Regions from separate parts of the Hordeum vulgare genome. Here region 1 is linked to region 2. The links are chromatin contacts, called in public HiChIP or PLAC-seq maps. All regions are on one chromosome and are shown on one strand. Each heading gives the region's core, a stretch centred on a gene start, on an enhancer-like site or on the middle of the called end of the contact. The rest is flanking DNA. Distances are from core to core; before and after follow the strand shown. Region 1 holds the start of LOC123426925 (TPD1 protein homolog 1A-like). Region 2 holds the start of LOC123426920 (probable cellulose synthase A catalytic subunit 1 [UDP-forming]).

Evidence for each region. HiChIP or PLAC-seq counts read pairs in DNA pulled down with a chosen protein or histone mark.
Region 1: a contact with region 2 is called in an H3K4me3 HiChIP or PLAC-seq map of embryo, with 6 times the contacts expected there. The contact joins the promoter of LOC123426925 here to the promoter of LOC123426920 in region 2. A contact is called at or near these places in 2 of 6 Hi-C or Micro-C datasets (leaf and seedling) and 1 of 1 datasets of contacts at active chromatin or transcription factors (embryo).

What each region holds. Positions count from the first base shown.
Region 1 is chr1H:126,242,745-126,245,552 of MorexV3_pseudomolecules_assembly, reverse strand. LOC123426925 (TPD1 protein homolog 1A-like) reads right to left here and starts at 1,366. Exons shown (of 4, transcript XM_045110853.1): 1 at 965-1,366; 2 at 505-661; 3 at 1-22. The coding sequence starts at 649.
Region 2 is chr1H:126,043,516-126,046,408 of MorexV3_pseudomolecules_assembly, reverse strand. LOC123426920 (probable cellulose synthase A catalytic subunit 1 [UDP-forming]) reads right to left here and starts at 1,352. Exons shown (of 14, transcript XM_045110835.1): 1 at 907-1,352; 2 at 137-332. The coding sequence starts at 993.

The DNA.
Region 1 (2,808 bases), core at 117-2,616, 200 kb before region 2:
GCGGCGGGCGTCGGCGAGAATCCTGCAGCAACACACGGAGCCGGGGGAAAATCGTTAGCCCAGGATCCGAGTGCAAACAATCGATAGATAGAGTAGGACTGCGCGTGTGCTACAGTGCATAGATGGACAATGGACAGACAGGATGGGCCCGGACTTGAACTTGGAAAGTAAAGCCACCCGAAGTAGAAGGATCATCTTTGCAACAAACAAATTTCCAAGTTAATTAAGCCCCAGGATCTTAAAAAACAACGGAACCACATGGAGCGCAGGAAAAATTTGTTGCAACTTATCCGAGATCGATCCTTGGTAAAAGTACAAATGGCACCATGATAAGTTTTTCTTTTTTAATTTAGCCGAACCCATACGAGGGTTCAAATCGAAACAAAGGCCGTGTGATTTATGAAGGAGAAAACCAAAAATCCAGAAGAGTAGTACTACAACATGGAAGACCGTGGCAAAACAGAAACATGGAGAAAGGGAGAGTTGGCAGACAAGGTTAGCGACCTGCGTCGACGGAGGCGGGCGCGAGGGAGACGGAGTCGACGGAGGCGGACGCGAAGGAGACGGAGCAGAGCGCGGCGAGCAGCACGACAACCCACGCTGATCTCGCACGAGCCGCCGGCGCACCTGACAACGAGGACGCCCTCATCTCGCTGAGGCCCTGGGATAAGACGAACAGCAGAGGAGAACATGGAGATCAACGACGATACAGATCTAACAAGTCGAGATAACAGATGGCAGCAGGTAGGCATGGAGGAGGCAACAAAGCAGCAAGCAGCAGCTTCGCCACAGTCGGGCCTCGCTCCCCCGGCCTGGCTCGCCGCCATCGGCGCGCACCAATCGCTGCGCGCCTCGGCGGAGAACGCTGCGGCGGGACGCGCGCGCCCACGCCTCGGGGTTCACGCGCCACGCCACCAAATGGGTCGGGACCGGGAGGCGAGGAAGGATGACGGCGGCTGTGTACCTGGAGACGGGCTCGACGACGGTGCGGTGGTCGCCGGCGAGGAGTGCACGCGGCGGCGGCGGCGGGGGCGGCGGCTTCGCTGGGCGGCGTGGCCGGTGGGTACTACGTGCGGGGGAGTAGTAGTATCTGGTAGGGCTGGGCTGCCTCCGAGACGAAATAAATCTCCCTCGCACGTGTGGGGCAAGCCGCAAGCGGACGAGGAAGGGAATGTGGGTGATGCGGCGGTGGAATTGATAGAGACCCCTGTAGCGTGCGCGCCGCCAACAAGGGGAGGAAGGGGCTGGGTTTGGTTTGGATTTGGGCGCGGTGGCTCAGGCTGGTGGTGGAGGGAGGGACGGAGGGGAGGCCCAGGCCCCAGGGGACCAAACGAAAGCGATCCGGTCTGGCTTGCTTCTGGCCAAGGCAAAAGTGTGTCCTGCCGGAAGGAAAAGCTCTGGCCGTTTTTGGCGTCTTTGCTGGCTGCGAGAGCGCTTTCTTTCTCTGCTGCTTCTTTTCTTCTGTTGCTCCCTTCCGCTGTTTCGGGCTCCCACCTGCGCTCTCTTTCGCTTTGCTCCCTTCCGTTGTTTCGACTCCAGTTTCATTTTGAATCGTTTGGACTGGACGACGTACGCGGTGAAACCGGTCCGTGGATTTGCTAGAGCGGGAATGGTTTCTTTCTCAGGAATACGCAAGAGTGAAACAAGTACAAGCGGCAACTCACAAATCTACGTGCACAGTGAGCTCTAGAGGCAACTGATCTTTGGAGGTGGTGGAATCGCAGCACAAAAGAGTAACAGCTCTGAGCTCACTCACACCCCCACCCCCACCCGGCGCCGCTGGCCACTCCGGCCGTGGCGGCCACCCTCCAAGCACTTATGACCGGCCGGGGCAGGCCAACCCCCGGCGGTCCGCCGGCTCTCCCGGCCCCTCCAGGCGCCGGTCCGCGCGATGCCGCACCGCCCCATGGTCCGTCGCCTGCATCCCCTGCGTCGCCCCGGGTTCTTCATGGTCTGCTGCCGGATCCGGCTCCCATGCCGAGGCTACTGCTCCGAGGAGAGTGCTCCTATGCTGCAACCGACGGTCCGCCCCGTGCCTCCTCCCCAGCACCGATGGTGGACATGGGACGGGATCCGCGGGATCTGGCTCCATCACCTGTCCCACAGGAGTCCGGGCGCATTCAAGCCCCGCGCGTCAAGTCCATCATCGTCGACTCCTCGAGGGCCGAGGTTGCCATTTCGGGGCCGGATCCGGGCTGGACTGAGGTGGCCCGGCGGGGAAGCCGCCTGACACCGGCGGAGCCCTCGGTCCCCCGGTCTCTCCGAGGTACGCACCGGACGGACCGCCGCGGCGTCTCCTCTGCTGGTGGCCCGCAAGCTGCGCCGCACCTTTTAAATCCGTTCGCCGGCCGCTGTTTTCGTTGTCTTAGCAAGCGTCATTGCCTAGTTGCCTGCCACGACCCAGTACACTGCCTCATCTGTAGGCGAGCAGGGCACATCGCCTCTCGTTGCCCCCAGAATTGTAAGGCGAATAGCTCGATTAGGGATAGGTTGGGTCCGGCACCTCGCGCGATTCACCTGTCTGACCGCCTCCGGTTCCCTCCTCCACCCCCCACGACCATGGCTCCGTCGGCTCCATCCATGCTCCGCCACCTCGACCCGTCTCGGCGCCCCAGGGAGAGCCGCTCCACCACAGTGCTCTCCCCTGCTCTGGATCAGGCTGTGTTCTTCCTCCGCAGTCATGCCGTCACGCTTTCCGCAGCTGATGGGGTCAACGTATCCTCGCCGATGGCTGTGGGGAAGGCACTGGAGGCCCAGCTCTCCGTGCTAGTGCACTCCTTGCGGGTCACGGCTCACCACCCCGAGCAC
Region 2 (2,893 bases), core at 103-2,602:
TTTTATATGTCGAGCAACAAGCAACGACCAGTATACCACGACTTTGGCTCTCATATAAAGCAATCAGAAAGCAGACTTCCATATGCAATTCTCATCCAGATCACATAACAAATCAGCATGCTGTATAGAAACAAACCTTTCAGCCTCTTGTATCTAGTCTTGCACTGAGGACAGCATTTGACCCCATCCTTGCGTTCATACTCATAGCAAGGGCGGCAGACCGGGAAGGCGCACTCATTGCAGGCAACAAAGACATCACCGGTGGCCGAAACGCCAACAGTGTCACCACATATCTGGCAGCCCTGACCACCCGCGCCTTTTACCTCCTTACCCTGCATCGGTAACATCAAAACAAGGTCAGCACACACCCGTGTGAAATTACACAGCTTACTAGGAGAAAGCAATCCCCCATGTACCATAGTCGATCAGCAATTGATCATCTACTTGGCCTAAATTTGAAACTATGATCCAAACGTCGGGAATGGCATGAATTGCACGATGTTTAGGTAAGGTAGGTTCATCAGTGAATATGAAACGTGTGTGTGTGTGTGTGTGTGAGAGAGAGAGGGGGGGAGGGGAATGGATAACCCTGGCGCTGAACATCTCCCAATTGCTCCACCGCTCGTCAATTCCTCACATGAACGGGGCCACCATTGATGCACAGGGGGGATTCTTCAATGAATCCAACGGCACGAGCAACCCCGCAGATGCATACGTAATCGGGGGAAATTCGAGCTGTTACACCTAACACCGCAACCTAGATCCAGCGACTAGCGCGCGCACCAGATCCACCGACGCGCGGACACGCGCACCGCATGAACGAGACGTGACGAACAGAAATGGCACCGGCAAATTCAGGCACTGAAGCAGGCAGGAAGAAAGAGGGGGGAGGGGAGACAAACGTACCGGGGCGGGCGCGTCGCCGTCGTTGCGGATCATGACGAACTCATTGCGATTGTGCGACCCCGCGACCATCCCCCGGTTGGCCGCCATCTTTCGCTCCCCCGCCGCCCTCACACCCCACCGGCGGCGGTGACGAAGGCGAGAGAGAGAGAGAGGCCGAGCTGCCGCTCTAGATCCGAGAGGAATCGGTGGAGATCGCCACCATTCCAAGATACCCCCGCGCGTGAGCTCTCTCACAGCCCGCTGCTGCAATGCCGCCGCTGCTGCTGCTCCTCCTCCTCCACTCCTCTATCTTATCATGGCAAGGAAGAAAAAAGTGCTGTGCTTTGTCTCCTATTTCAGCGATTCCTGGAAGCCACCTTTGTGTGTGCGACTGTGCTCTGTGCACAGCGTGGGAGCGATGGAGTGTAAACAGCGCAGCTCGTGCTTTGCATTAAACTAACCCGTCTGGTAATCCGTTCTTGTCCCAATAATGGCGGTTGAGGCGCCGCTGTCAATGGCCGTCGGTGGCCTCTTTCTTTACTCCTCTGTCTCTGGTCTAACGAAATCTGATTGGGGGTCGGAATCTTCTGCCATCTCGTAGCTCCGTGCATGGAAAAGGATTTGAGATTTGTCATCACATCCCAACAATATTCATTCATTTATTTGTGATAGTGGTAGTATATCGTCGGTGACCCCTGCATATAATATTAAATTCAGATAATTTTAGAAAAAACAGGAATTTTGATATATCAAACATGGTGTCATTATACTCCCGCGTTTTTTTTCTTTTTTGAACTTTCTACTCCTGTTTTTAGTTTGGTGAAGAAAAGTAAAACATCGTATCATGGTGAATAAAATACAATCCAACCTATGGCCATCCAAACAGTTTTTTATACTTCCTCTGTTCCTAAATATATAATTTAGAGTGTACACTTAATCATTTTGCTTTATATGTAGATCTCTAATAAAATTGTTTAAAAGACTTATATTTAGGAACGAAGGGAGTACATAGTTTTTATTTTCACTTTTTACTGAGAACACTATGGATATTCTTCACGAAATTTCACACGGAAATAGATTAGACACCCAGATTTGATATTTTAAAATTCCATATACTTGTGAAATTTTCTACTCCCTCCGTCCCTAAATAATTGTAGTTGAGGTATTCTTTTAGATTTGATATTCATAGGGGAAGTGGCACCTGAGACAAAAGTGCCCTTCCGCTCCCGAGTTCAAATGAGCTTGATGAACAGTAAAATAAAATAAAATAAAATGAAATGAAATTTTTTAAACCAACATTAAAAAAGTTTTAAGTGTGTGCAAAAAATTGGCATGAAATAACACTTTTATAAGGCGTGACCAAAAAACAGAATCGATACTTTGAAAATTATTTCATGCCGAATTTTTGCATGTACTTAAAACTTTTGTCAATGTTGGTCAACAAAAAAATCAAAATCTTAAAAAAAAATATTGTTCACTTAGCTCAGATGCAAAAACTCTACGTCCCACCCAAGAGGCTCACGGCCACAAATCCTCTTCCTTTATTATGGCCGCAACACTACTAAGATTTTAATGTCACTTCAAAAGTATGCTTAAAATGCGCTTCTACTAACTATTTACCACACCAAAAAAATTTTACTTATGTGGACGCTACATCAGTGACGGCGTGAGGAAATGAAGGTTGGGTATTCATTCAAAAAATCCTTTAAATATAGTATATGAACCAAACAACACACAACTAGTAATATATGAACAAAACAACACTAGCATAACGGCATAGTAATATTCCAATGTATCACACCATAAAGACATGAATATGTAAGTACCTTTTGATTGATAAAGTGATGATATCCTTCTTACAATATAACTGTGTGGCCGCCTTTTTGGAAGAGATTGACGACATCTTCATCCTTCACTTGATTGAAAAAATCTCTCTCGACAAATGTAACTAAACAATTGTTTGAATATTCATCATCCATTTTGCTCCTTAGCTTATTCTTCACATACC